Linked DNA regions of Gossypium hirsutum: region 2 is linked to region 1. Evidence: chromatin contacts called from public Hi-C data. All regions are on one chromosome and are shown on one strand. Each heading gives the region's core, a stretch centred on a gene start, on an enhancer-like site or on the middle of the called end of the contact. The rest is flanking DNA. Distances are from core to core; before and after follow the strand shown.

Region 1 (6,490 bases), core at 1,224-3,723:
AATGTGCTAACCACTGGAAATGCTGCCTTGTGACTTCCGAGATACCCTCTGCAAAAGACATTTACTCTTAAGGTATCCCTTAGCCTGTGGTGGACTTAAAGAAGAGAATTGAGTGTTAGGTATGTCATTTAATTAGTTGATTGTGACATGTATCATATCCTTACCAGCTGCTAGTGTAATACCAGAGCTTATTCTTTTCCATGTCTCTCTTCTTTTAAGATGTCTAACTTAATGTTTTTAAACGATAACAATTAAGTGGTACTAAGTGCAAAGGGTGTTTAATTTCCTTTTCATTGGGTACATCTAGAGAGGCTTTTATGAGTGGATTAGATTGAATGAGAAAAAAGTTTGTTCTCGAGGGTACGCGATATGGTGAAAACCTAATCCAGAATTTTAGGTTCAACATAGGCAGATGGTATATGGCTCAACTGTACTAGCTTTACAATACTTTAGATAGCTAGAAATTTACCAAATGCTTTAAGTGCCATTTTAAATTATATTGATATGATAAATAAACGAGGGAAGTGGTTAAATTTTAAATTGTGATCTCTTAAAATAAAAAAATCCATTTTGGGTTTTTCGATTAGGATGATTTAAGTTAAAATTTGAAATATTTAAATAATTATTCTTAATGCGATTAATAAGGAGTTTAGAGATCAAATTAATATTTGAATTTAAATTAGTTTTATCATATTGGATGTGGATAAAAATTGAATTTATTGAGGTTTATAAAAATAATCATTTTACGCAATACAAGACTATCTTCATCCCAAAAGCTTTGTTATTGAATTTTGCTGGTCTAATTGCATCCAACTTGGCTTGAATTGACAAATTTTTGAAAATGGAATAATTGTGATTATTTCTGCAAATATTATCAGATTTTTTTATGAAAAAAATTTTGAAGAATGAGAAGTTCTTTCTATGAATTGAAAATCATAATTGTAAATATTTAAATTTTAGATAATTTCTTTATAAAAAAACTCATTAAATAGCATTATAATCAACCTTTTCTATTTTTTTTAAACCGATTATATTCATTAAATTGATTAAGGGCTTAGTTAAAATGAAAAGTGGGTTGATTATTGAAATTCAAAATTAAATCGGATTTAAGCTGTTTAATATATGTTTTTAATTATTCTAAATATATTGTGTATAAGTTAAATATATATTATTTTTATAATATATGTTATTTTAATTTATGTAAAACAAGAAAAAAAATCAATTAATCAACTTAAAATTAAATTGATTCAAATAAACCAATTAAAAACAATATTGATTATTATTATTGAAAGTTGATCAATTAAATCAATTATGTATAAAAGCCAAACAAACAACTGATTTTTGAACCCCTACCATCAAATATATTTAGGTCTAAATATTAAAAAAACTCACTTAAAGTAATTAAAAAATCAATTAAGTTATTTGATTGAAAATTGTAATCAATTAAGTCCTTGAGATATAATTTTTCATTAGAACCATTAATGAGCCATTGAATGATAATGTAGTAGTAATAGACATAGAGGAAATGATGATATGGTAGCTGACATAGTATTTCATGTGAAAAATTGTCTGACATAGAGAGCTTTATTTACTTTTTAATTATTTATTAATGGCTTAATTGATTTTTAATTACTTTTTGATTAAGTTTAAAAACTATTGAAATATTATAACAAGTTTAGAAATTTATTAAAAATGCAGAAAATTATAATTTATTAAAAAGGCTAAAGGGTGGTTAAAGTTCATAAACTTTTTTAAGAAAATCAATCAAGCCCCTATAATTATTTTTGGTACTTAATTCAGTTTTTGAACATAAAAAATTCAATTAATAAAGTCCTTTGACTACTCAAGAGCAAAGACAACTATTATGGGGTTATTTTCGTCACATGGCACATCAGGATTGTGTCCTGCGGTGAAATTAGACCCGTTCATGGGTTTGGTCATCTAACTCGAAGATTTATCTAAAACGTAAAAAATTTGAGTAAAAATATAAGTCCGAAAAATGCGCTTGAAAAAAAATAAAACGAGCCTAATTTTCTTACCCAAACTCATTTTTCGAGTTTAGTATTTTGCCCAAACCCTTTCAAACTTTGAGCAGACCTTCGAGTCTAGATGGATAACCCGACCATAAACAGGTGTATTCGTGACTCAGAAAACCAACTCAACTATTTTCAATTAATTTACTCGATTAATTACAGTTTTCAATTTTAAAATTAATTAAAATTTAATTATTTTTACAGGGTTATTTTAGCCTGGCCATATACTTATTACCATTCTAATTTTCAACAATAATTTTTACAGGGATTTTTTTAGCATGATCATATATTTATTTCCATTTCAAGTTTCAACCAATAACCATCACCTGGTGGTAAAATGTTAGGATTAACTTTTTACAGAAAAAAAAAACCAGAAGAAAAGGAATCTTAAGACAACTAGAACGGTAAAAAAGGAAAAGGCTTACGTGGAAGATTGTGGTAGTAAGGAAGTAGAGGACGAAATCTCTACAATCTACAAACACCATCTCCCGGTTTCCTTAATTTTTTTTCCCCGTGACCGTATTTTTCTTTGGCTTTTACTACGCGCTGAATTATTTGAACTCCACAAACCAAATCCAAAAGCAAAAATTACTCTCTCTCTCGAGAGATCCATCTCGCTCTGCTTTTTCTCGTGTGATCGGAAAAAAAATCAACAGTCATCTAACGGAGTTGGAACTCGATGGGAGACCGTGGAGGAGGATGCTGCCCTCCGATGGATCTGTTCCGTTCGGAGGCGATGCAATTGGTCCAGCTCATTATCCCCATGGAGTCCGCTCACCTCACCGTGTCTTACCTCGGCGACCTCGGTCTCATTCAATTCAAAGATGTCTGTACACTTGTCTTTTTACTTGTCCGACACTTCTTCATGCTTTGTCTTTTGATGGATGCTCAGTTGCTATCGAAATCTGTACTCTCTCTTTGTTCTACTTCGGAATTGAACCGGATTATCGGTGCTTGAGTCTTTTGTTTTAGTTCATGGCAGCCCTAGACTTGAACTATGTGCCGGAAATTCTTTGTGGTTGAGATCGGTTTATCGGATTTTTTTAATGATTGCGACTGCTAGGGTTTTTGTTTTATGCATCAATTTCTTTCTTTTTCTACTTTCTTTTAAATAAATTTTCATGAGAAGATAGTTTTATTTTGACTTTTCTTTCAAGATTTGATGGATCAATCGGTGGAGATTTAGGACTGATTTTTTTTTTTAAATTGTGATATTTTGCAGCTCAATTCGGATAAGAGTCCATTTCAGCGAACTTATGCTGCTCAGGTATTTTCTTTGCTGCTTTTCAGTAGTATGTTTGATATATTCGCAATTAACACATTGTGATGCTGCTCGTTCTTTCTTTTGCTTCTACTTTAAAGAGCTACACTGTCGGGAATTTTATGCTAGTAGAAGTTTCACTGGCTCAAAAATGTTGGCAATAAATAATATTAGATCTCTTGAACCAAATCTACTGCATCACCTAACCAAAATGTCAGTTTGATGTGTTGCATGCACTATATAGCATATGCTGGTGTTTAAGGAAGTCCTAGAAGAGTTCAACTGATGTTTTAGGATCTCAAATGATGGATGTTTGTTTGAGACAGCGAATCTTATCCCACTGCCTTTCTATTGTATTCGAAGTACTACAGTTATTTGAAAAAACAATGTTTATCATGCTATATTTTGTTCCCATAATTCCTCCACCTCCCCATCGCATTTTTGGTCATTGTTTGTTAACATCTTTTTCTCATGAAGATTAAAAGATGCGGAGAGATGGCACGCAAGTTACGTTTTTTCAAGGAGCAAATGCTAAAAGCGGGCTTCTCCCCTTCAGCAAAATCTTTGGGAGAAACTAATATTGGTTTTGATGACTTAGAGGTACAGCATCTATTATCTAGAAATGTTTTGTTTTGTTTTATTTTATTTTTTGGTACGACATCTATTACGTAGAATGTTTAATTTTCTTTTTCATTTTTTAAATTGAAATCAATTTTTTTTGTTATGTTTTAGGTGAAACTTGGAGAACTTGAGGCGGAACTGGTTGAAATGAATGCAAATGGTGACAAATTGCAACGTGGTTATAATGAGCTGCTTGAGTATAAGCTTGTTTTGCAAAAGGTATGCTTTGTTTGCTGCCCTAATCAGATGGCTTTGGTGATGGATCACTTCCTTGTTACTACTATTGTTTTTACATCTTGAGAAACAGTAACACACATGTGGTCATTGAAGTTGCTAATTTTTGCAGTAAGGTTATATATGTATGGATGAGTAAAACAATTCATAGTTGAGACACTGAGCTACTAATTGGATAGTCTATAAACAATGTTTTTTCATATTCTCTTTAGATAAAAAGTTAATTTGATTCTGTAGTTTTTATGTTATATTATGTTCTTGTTATATCTTACTGGTGTTGAATGTTAACTTACTCTTATTTGTACATCAAGTATTTTTCTCAAAATAATTTTCACTATCTCTACAATCAAGTGGATATCTCTTTTTAAAGTTTCATTTGCTTTCAGCTTGTAACGCTTTATAATTATTGCATAAAATGCTAACTTGTTTTTCTATTTAGGCTGGTGAGTTTTTTACTTCTGCTCAACGCAGTGCTACAGCTCAGCAGAGAGAAATGGAATCACAGCAAATGGGTGATCAAACCCTAGAAACTCCTTTATTGCATGAGCAAGTATAGCACCATCTTTCTTTCAGTATCCTCTACTGTCTACTTATCTATCTATAATGTCATACCTTCACTTATAAAAATCTCCCTGTTATTTGTAGGAAACCACAACAGATTTATCAAAGCAAGTGAAATTGGGGTTTATTACCGGTCTTGTTCCTAGGGAAAAATCTATGGCATTTGAGAGGATTTTATTTCGTGCAACCAGGGGTAATGTGTTCCTCAAGCAGGTTCCTGCAGAGGAACCCATCACCGATCCTGTTTCTGGAGAGAAGGTGAAAATTATTTTTATGGCACAAATGATATATTTGAAGTATTTGCATCACAACATGCTGATGGATATCACACACTGCACATGAAAGAATGTTTCTTATATTTTTATGTTACTCAAATGTGCAAAGTCTTTATCATGTTGTGCAGACAATTAATTATTTATTTCAATACCTTAGGCTTTTTGTTGTGAAAGAGTATCGAACAAAGTTCTTGTGCAGGCAACGTGCCATTTATTTGAAGAGCTTAGATTTTATGTTCTGAAACAGTATCAAACAAAGAATTTATTGCTTTTATTCATGACCATAACCACAGACTATCTCAATGCTGAAATCTCAATGCTGAAAGAACTGAACTTAGTATAGGGTGATAGTGTATATGTATATTGTAATTTTTCATATAGACCCAGCTAAAATTTTAATAAATTTCTGATTGATCCAATTGTTGGTTTTTTAGTTTGGATTGTTTACTGGTTTCTCTTCTTGATGTATATTAAAACTTATTTAATTATTCTTGTAATTTTACTCTTGTATGTTAATGTGTCATTTGTCTTCATCTTTTAGAAGAAAAAGATAAATAATATTAAACCTAGTAAGAATGAAGTGAAACCCAGCTGGACTCATAAAATTCATGGATGATCACAATGCAGATATAAATTAACATCTCATGCCATTGATTTGCTTCTAAATAAAGTAATGTGATACTATTTCCTTTATATTTTTCTAAACTAAGAACTTTTGCATTTGACATAGAAGTCTTTTCTTCAATAAACATGTATAAAAATATTGTGTAACAAAACAGAAGTTGAAATATGACTCCATTTGTATTTTTTTTATCTACACCACTAGATGTGTTTCCATGTTCATTAATATGAGCATGTATGCAAATAGCAAAGAATCAGCTGGAAATGTTAAAGCTGAGTTAATTTTCTAGTTTATGAGAACAATACAACTCTTGGTGTATGATTTATTGTGTAATCCACTCAGGTCATGCTTATGTGTGTTGTTTAGGCGAGCTTAGGATTCTGAATTATGGACTTGTGAAGAGTATATCATTGTCTAATCTTGTACCAAGTTTTCTGTTGTATTTGATTTGAATGTTAATGTGCAGATGGAGAAAAATGTATTTGTGGTTTTCTACTCTGGAGAAAGGGCAAAAAACAAAATTCTCAAGATATGTGAAGCTTTTGGTGCTAATCGTTATCCTTTTGCTGAGGACCTAGGCAAACAAGCTCTCATGATTACCGAGGTATGGATTATTATTATTTATTTAAACTGTCACTCTTTTGTATTTTCTTAATGGTTTGGCAGACTGCTGCTTGCTTGTATAATTTTTTTGTTCCTGTAGGACATCCCAGGCTGTCCAGTTCTGTATTAAGTAGAATTTCTGAATATGCCTGTATCCTAAATCTTTCTTCCACAGACCACTCTTTCAATATTACTTCTTGACGAGGAACATCCACTCCTCCCCTCTTGTTCCAATTATTTTGATGCATCATGGGAACTCGAATCTTTTTTGCATTTCAGG
Region 2 (6,490 bases), core at 2,037-4,536, 140 kb after region 1:
AGGTACCCTCTCGACTTACTGATGGCAGCCTTACTGTTCTGATTTGCCATGTGTCTTAACATGGATAGGGGTATAACAGTGTTCGAATAATTATTATTTGAACCAAATTAGTACAAATTACAATTGAATTGAAAAATCAAAATATATCTAAACTAAAAATTAAGACAAATCTAGACATGACTTGCACATAGTAAAACTTAAACCCATAATAAATCTTTTGTAGTTCTTAAGATGCTATATGAAAAGTGAATGTGCTTGTTGAAAATAACTAATAGTAATTTTTTACTTGTCGCCAATTAAATTTTAGTTTAGTTTATTTTAGTTGAGATTGTTACTATTATAACAATTAGAAGGACATGGATTCAAGTGCACTTAAATGTGTCTTTTTTTCCAATTAAAGGGTGGAGAGAGGTTATAAGTATAAGTAAATTTTGTATAATTTTTTTTCTTGTTTTTAAAAAAATAAAAACAAAATTTTATTAATTTAATTTCAAAAATATTTTTTTTATATTATCTTCCATTGAATTAGTGTAACTTACAATAATTTAATATTACCCACACCAGCAATCCTCTAAAAATTGAATCATGTTATACATTTATGCAGCTTGTTTTAGGGTCCAATTGCTCAACTATGGTGCATCCTTGCTATTTTGTGGTCAATTAGTTGAAAATTATTTGAGAAAATTTTGGTGCATTTTCCATGAAAAAGAATACCAAACATAATATAGCATAATTTTAATTTTGTAGAACAGGCATTGTTTGAAATTGGAGCATGGTAAGCGCTTCTAGAAATACATAATATATATAGATATATATATAAAAGATGTTTGGTATTTGAAATATAGCTTATTTTTTACTTAAATTTAAGCTTAAATTTAGTTCTAGTAATTTGATTTGACATACCTACGTTTTAAAAAAACATATAATTTTTAAAATTTTTTAATTCGTCTGATTTTTATTTTTTGTTTTGTCTAGTGACGGTGTCAGCTTTCGAGTTGGTTATCTCTCGTCTTCTCCTTTCTCATCAACCCTTTCTTTCTTCTCATTCACTACACATGTTTGCTCTCTTTTCAGTTTGCAAATACCTGTGATAGACAGATGACGGTACCTGTCGTTCGCTAAAACTTCATCGGCCACTAGTAGTTTTTCTAGAAAAGTGAGTAGCTCTCCGTCAACTTCTAAATTTGTTTATGTTTTGAGAGTATTTCGGAATAATAAATGATTTCACGAGTCGATTTAGACACGTGTTGTCTTAAGTTTTATTTTTTTTTGTTTGCTTTTCCATTGTTTAATAAGTCTCCAGTTTAGAATTTTTTGTTTGCTCTTGTAGCATGTTTTTTTGGTATTGCTTATGCATGTAATCTTAATTTTACAAGTGATTTTAGGGATGCTTTTGTTGTCATCCTCTCTAGTTTGGTGAATACTCGATTCTTTTGTCGATTTTTGCTCGTCACTTTGGACTATTCGAGGTTGATTTCCTTATTGTATTAAGTGTTTGCAATCAATTCAGATATGTCATACTTGAATTATGACAAAGCCAATTGTCAACATGTCATAATATACTATTAATGTAGCTTGTCCTTCACCATCCATGACAAAATATTTATTATTTTTTCTTAAATTATATGATTTCATTCATCGAACGAATTAATGAATTTACCTATATATAGTACATGCCTAATCACCCTATATTATGTTACTAACCTATTGTTGATCAGTTTTTGAAGTCATGGTAAGACCACGTCACCCAACTAATGATAATTTATTAAAAATAAATTTATTTTTTAAATATATACAAACTATGGAACACATTTAAATATAATTAATATATATTTAATAAAAATGTAAACATTGCAACCAAACCTTGAGGTTAAACAAATCCATTCCAGGCAAAAAATTGTTTAAATAATTTGCATAATTATGAATTAACGAAAAAATTAAGGGGGTAAAAGCATAAATAAAGCAAAGTATGATCGAGTCCCTAAACTAAAGCATTAAGTTTTTCCCTTTTTTTCCATTAACTAAAGCATTAGTTAGAAGAAAAGACAAAAAGTAGCGTGACATGGGCACCAGCTGGCTCGCCTTTCACAAATAAAATAAAATACAATTTAAAATAGGTGAGTTTCATAAAATTTAAAATTTCAACATCGTCCCTCACAAGAAATTTTTTCACAAAGTCAATATCTTGTGGTAGAAAAATTAAATATATAAAATAAAAAAATAAAATTGGGAAGAAATTTTAAATTAGATTCAATTTGATTTGATTTCGAAAAATATGATTACTAGATATAAGATAGCTTTAGATAAAAAAATATTGTACACATTTTTACGGATTTAATCTCACTATGATCTCGAGTTTGAAAATAGATAGTTTTTTTTTTAAAAACAAAGGATTAGTAAAGGACTAATTTATCAAAAATACATTGTATAGGGACTTTTTATAAAATTTAACCTAAAAAAAGTAAATACAGGTAAACAAGGCTCTAAAGCAAATGATAATTTTGTGGAGGGGTGAAAATATCTTATAGGTCCTTTTATAGGAATCAAAATTATTAATTCGATTAATTTAGTGACTATATTATTAAAAATTTAAATAAGATTAAATTTTACTAGAATTAATATTTTTTATCAAAATTTATCATTTACTATTTAGTGCAGTTAATATTTTTGAAACTTTATAATTTTATAAATGAAATATTTTGTTTAGAATTAAAATTACAGTTGAAAAAATTGTTTTTTTGGGTATTTTTTAATAATAAGTATTAATTCTATTAAAAATTAACTTAAATCAATTTTTTTAATAATATAAAAATTAAATTAATCTATTTAATAATAAAAAAATTAATTTTACCTGTACACTACAATAAACTACCTGACAAGTATTTTCACTTTTATGTATATGTTAGTCCATAATAACGATTATAAGTTGAATTTGGATGTGCAAAGATATCAACAAAAAGATACATATATCGAGAGAGAGAAATCTAGCTATAGACCGTTTAATTAAGATAGTATCTAACAGAAAAAAAGTCGGTGTGCCAATGTTTACTGAAACTCATACAAAACTTTTAGCAATTTTTCATTACCTTCACTTTTAACATAATTAGTATTGATAAATGGGAATGTTTTATCATTTTTGGTTGAAAAAAAATTACATTATTTTGAAAAATAGAAGATTAGTGAATGGACTAAGTTGGCCAAAAATACTGAGTGTAGGGATCAGTTGTAAAATTTAACCTGAAAAGTAAAAATACAAAATAAAGAAGAAGAAAAAAATGAAAGAATAGAAAATGGGTGTTTAATGATGGATAGGATAGATATTGCAGCAGCTGAAGAACAGAAGCCGGAGAGCTTCCATGGTGAAAGATGAGAGAGACAGCAGAGGGGATTGAAAGAGATGGCCATGAAAGCAAAAAAAAAGGGGGGGTTTAAGGGAGGTTTTTTTTTTTTAGGTCCACCAACTGGTAGTTAAGAGATAGAACTCCTTAACCAAACATATCTTCAACAACACCCAAAGAAGATGAAGATGAAGAACGAAGAGTAAGAATTTCAAACAAAAAAAGAAGGAAACTGGGTTTTAAAGCAAGAGCCTTTGGAAACTAAAAAGTTATATTTTTCCTCCCTTGTTTTTTATTTCTCAAAAAAAGAGATAAACAGTTACAGGGTGAAAGGTATCATTAATGGTATATAGGACCATAGGGTTCCAAGATTATGAGTGAAATCTCTCACGTGGGGTTTGAAATGGAAATGATGGATGGAGAATATATATGATTAGTAAAAAAAAGAAAGATGAGCCAAAAAAAAGTGATGTAATTCATTCATTGCCATTTCCTTTACCTCTTTCTCTCCCCTCCCCCTCCCTTTAGTCTGAATATTGCTATCGTTATCCTTTTATTTGGAGCAACACACAGCTAAGGTTTTTTTTCTTTTATTTAGAATTTTCATGTGCAAAATTTTCGATGAAAAAGTGAAGTGTTGGGTTGTTCTGTGTTCTTGGGATCACAAAGTGTTTGGTTTTTTTTAAGGATTTTGCTCAGCAGATTGGGTGGTGTCTTTGAGAAATCCTGTTCCCTATAACTTCAGCAACTGTTACCGGTTTCCAGGTATTTTTCCCCCTATGTTCCTCTCTTCACTTTCTTTCCCTTTTGTGAAGGTTTTTTTTTTGTTGGGATTTGCAGGTTTTGGGGTTTATCTCAGTTCTTTGTTGTCTTCTTTGTTTCTCAGTTCATCTACTTTGTTTCTCGTATCCTGTTTTATCATGTTTCCCCTGGTTTGAGTTTTGTTTTTATGTTCCTGGATTCCTGTTTTTAGTTCCCGTGTATTTTTCATATATTCTTCTTTATACTTTTGTTTAAACTTCAAAGTTTTCAGTGTTGGTTATGATAGTAGTCCTTTCATTTGCCTATTTCAGTTCGATTTCATGACTATGTAATTTGACTTGAACCGGAGCGAGGAACGTTTCGAGATTGAGAGAAATATGGCTAGTTATTACACGGGTTCTGATAATCAAAGAGATACTGCACCGATGATCTATTTAAGGGAATCGATGCCTGGTTCGTTTCTAGAGGGACCGGTTCTTCCTGGTAATACGATGTTGTATATGAGTTCAGGGTCATTCTCAGATGCATTTGCTGGGAATTCTCAGCAGCAAAACAACTGTGTTGAGATTCCGACCGTGGAAGCTGCAACTTCGCAGCAGCAACAAATCTTGTCGAACCTCGATTGCTCGAGAGAGCAGGATTTCAGTGGTTGGAGGGATGGTAGAAATGAAATGCCAGCTATGCATCTAATGGGCAGTACTTCTGGCATCGGTCATGATGGCCAAAACTTGCAAGGTCAAGGATTATCTTTAAGCCTTGGTACCCAAATCCCTTATCGAAACCCCAGTTCGGGTTTTCCTAGTGGTAATCAAGAGTCAAACAAAGGGGAATTATCCGCATTTGGAATGTCAAGTATGGTAAGAACTATTCCTAATTCCAAGTATCTCAAGGCAGCACAACAACTGCTTGATGAAGTTGTTAATGTTCAAAAGGCTCTAAAGCAGCCCGATGGAGAGAAAAACCGGAACTCGCTAGAAAATCGGGTGAAGAGTTCCAAGGAAGATGATGGGGGTTCAAAGAATGTGCCTGCAAACCAGCAAGAATCCTCCATCAACTCTCCAAAAGAGCTTTCACATGCTGAAAGACAAGAATTACAAAGCAAGTTAACGAAGTTGTTGTCGATGTTGGATGAGGTAAGATTCAAATAACTGTAATCACATTTTCCCGTAAGCTTTCTGGAGAAACTCTTGCAGCTGGAGTCCTAGTTGAATCTTTTTCGTTATGGTTTCGGACAGAAGCTTCGTTTGAGTTGTTTGATTTGTTTGTGTTACTTTGTTCTTTTTCCGGACAGAAGCTTTGGGTTGGGCCTATTCTCTTGGTTTTGTGTTTACTGTTTTATTGTGTTTGTTTTTTCTGATTGTGTTTGATGTTGAATGGTTATTATTTCAGGTTGATCGAAGGTATAAACAGTATTATCATCAGATGCAGATTGTGGTATCCTCGTTTGATGCGCTAGCAGGGTGTGGAGCTTCTAAGCCTTACACTGCACTTGCACTACAGACTATATCTCGCCACTTCCGGTGTTTGCGAGATGCCATTAATGGTCAAGTTCAGGCAACACGTACAAGTCTAGGGGAACTGGATGCTTCGGAAAACAGTAAAGAATTAAGAATTACTCGACTGCGTTATGTGGATCAGCAGCTAAGGCAACAGAGAGCTCTTCAGCAGTTTGGTATGATGCAACAACATGCATGGAGGCCTCAGAGAGGGCTGCCCGAAAGCTCTGTTTCAATACTTCGTGCTTGGCTATTTGAGCATTTTCTTCATCCGTAAGTTCAACAAAACACTTCCCTCATTGATTTCTCAACGTTGTACTTACTGCTATCTCAATTGTCTTCCAGCTACCCGAAGGATTCTGATAAGATCATGCTAGCAAGACAGACAGGCTTAACTAGAAGTCAGGTAATTAAAGCAGACGCAATTAGCAGTGGTTTCTAGAATTCGATTATAACAAATTGTTTGGTGCGAGGAGTGTTCATTCGAAACTATCTGCTACATGATGGCTTCATTTCCATAGGTTTCATCACTGATGCTTTGATGATATATTTTCCATATGACCAGGTTTCTAATTGGTTTATAAATGCTCGGGTGCGTCTTTGGAAGCCCATGGTGGAAGAGATGTACAAGGAAGAATTTGCTGATGCAGAAATGGACTCTAATTCTTCATCTGATAATGCGGTCAAAGCAGCAACAAAAGGCGATACAATGACCTCTGAGGACAGAGGTGAAGATTTGCAACAAAGTGGGAGTTCATCAGCGACAGAAAGATGTAGCAACGGACAGTTGATGGATTCCAAATCCGAGAATGTTCACGATGCAGATATCTCAGGGTCAACTATTGGAGCCGGATTCCTGAATGCCTCGTGTGGAGAAGCCAAAACCGAATATGT

What was found. A called contact is a pair of places that touch in the nucleus more often than the background predicts.
Region 2: a contact with region 1 is called in a Hi-C map of leaf, with 1.7 times the contacts expected there. The contact joins the promoter of LOC107913547 here to the promoter of LOC107913540 in region 1. A contact is called at or near these places in 2 of 34 Hi-C or Micro-C datasets (both in leaf).

The regions. Positions count from the first base shown.
Region 1 is chrA13:3,662,208-3,668,697 of Gossypium_hirsutum_v2.1, forward strand. It overlaps LOC107913540 (V-type proton ATPase subunit a3), which reads left to right and starts at 2,474. Exons shown (of 18, transcript XM_016842162.2): 1 at 2,474-2,859; 2 at 3,256-3,300; 3 at 3,772-3,894; 4 at 4,027-4,134; 5 at 4,589-4,699; 6 at 4,795-4,968; 7 at 6,074-6,211; 8 at 6,490. The coding sequence starts at 2,713. LOC107913539 (DNA replication licensing factor MCM4) reads left to right here. Exons shown (of 18, transcript XM_016842161.2): 18 at 1-286.
Region 2 is chrA13:3,799,337-3,805,826 of Gossypium_hirsutum_v2.1, forward strand. It overlaps LOC107913547 (BEL1-like homeodomain protein 6), which reads left to right and starts at 3,287. Exons shown (of 5, transcript XM_016842173.2): 1 at 3,287-4,103; 2 at 4,412-5,233; 3 at 5,490-5,869; 4 at 5,942-6,002; 5 at 6,162-6,490. The coding sequence starts at 4,478.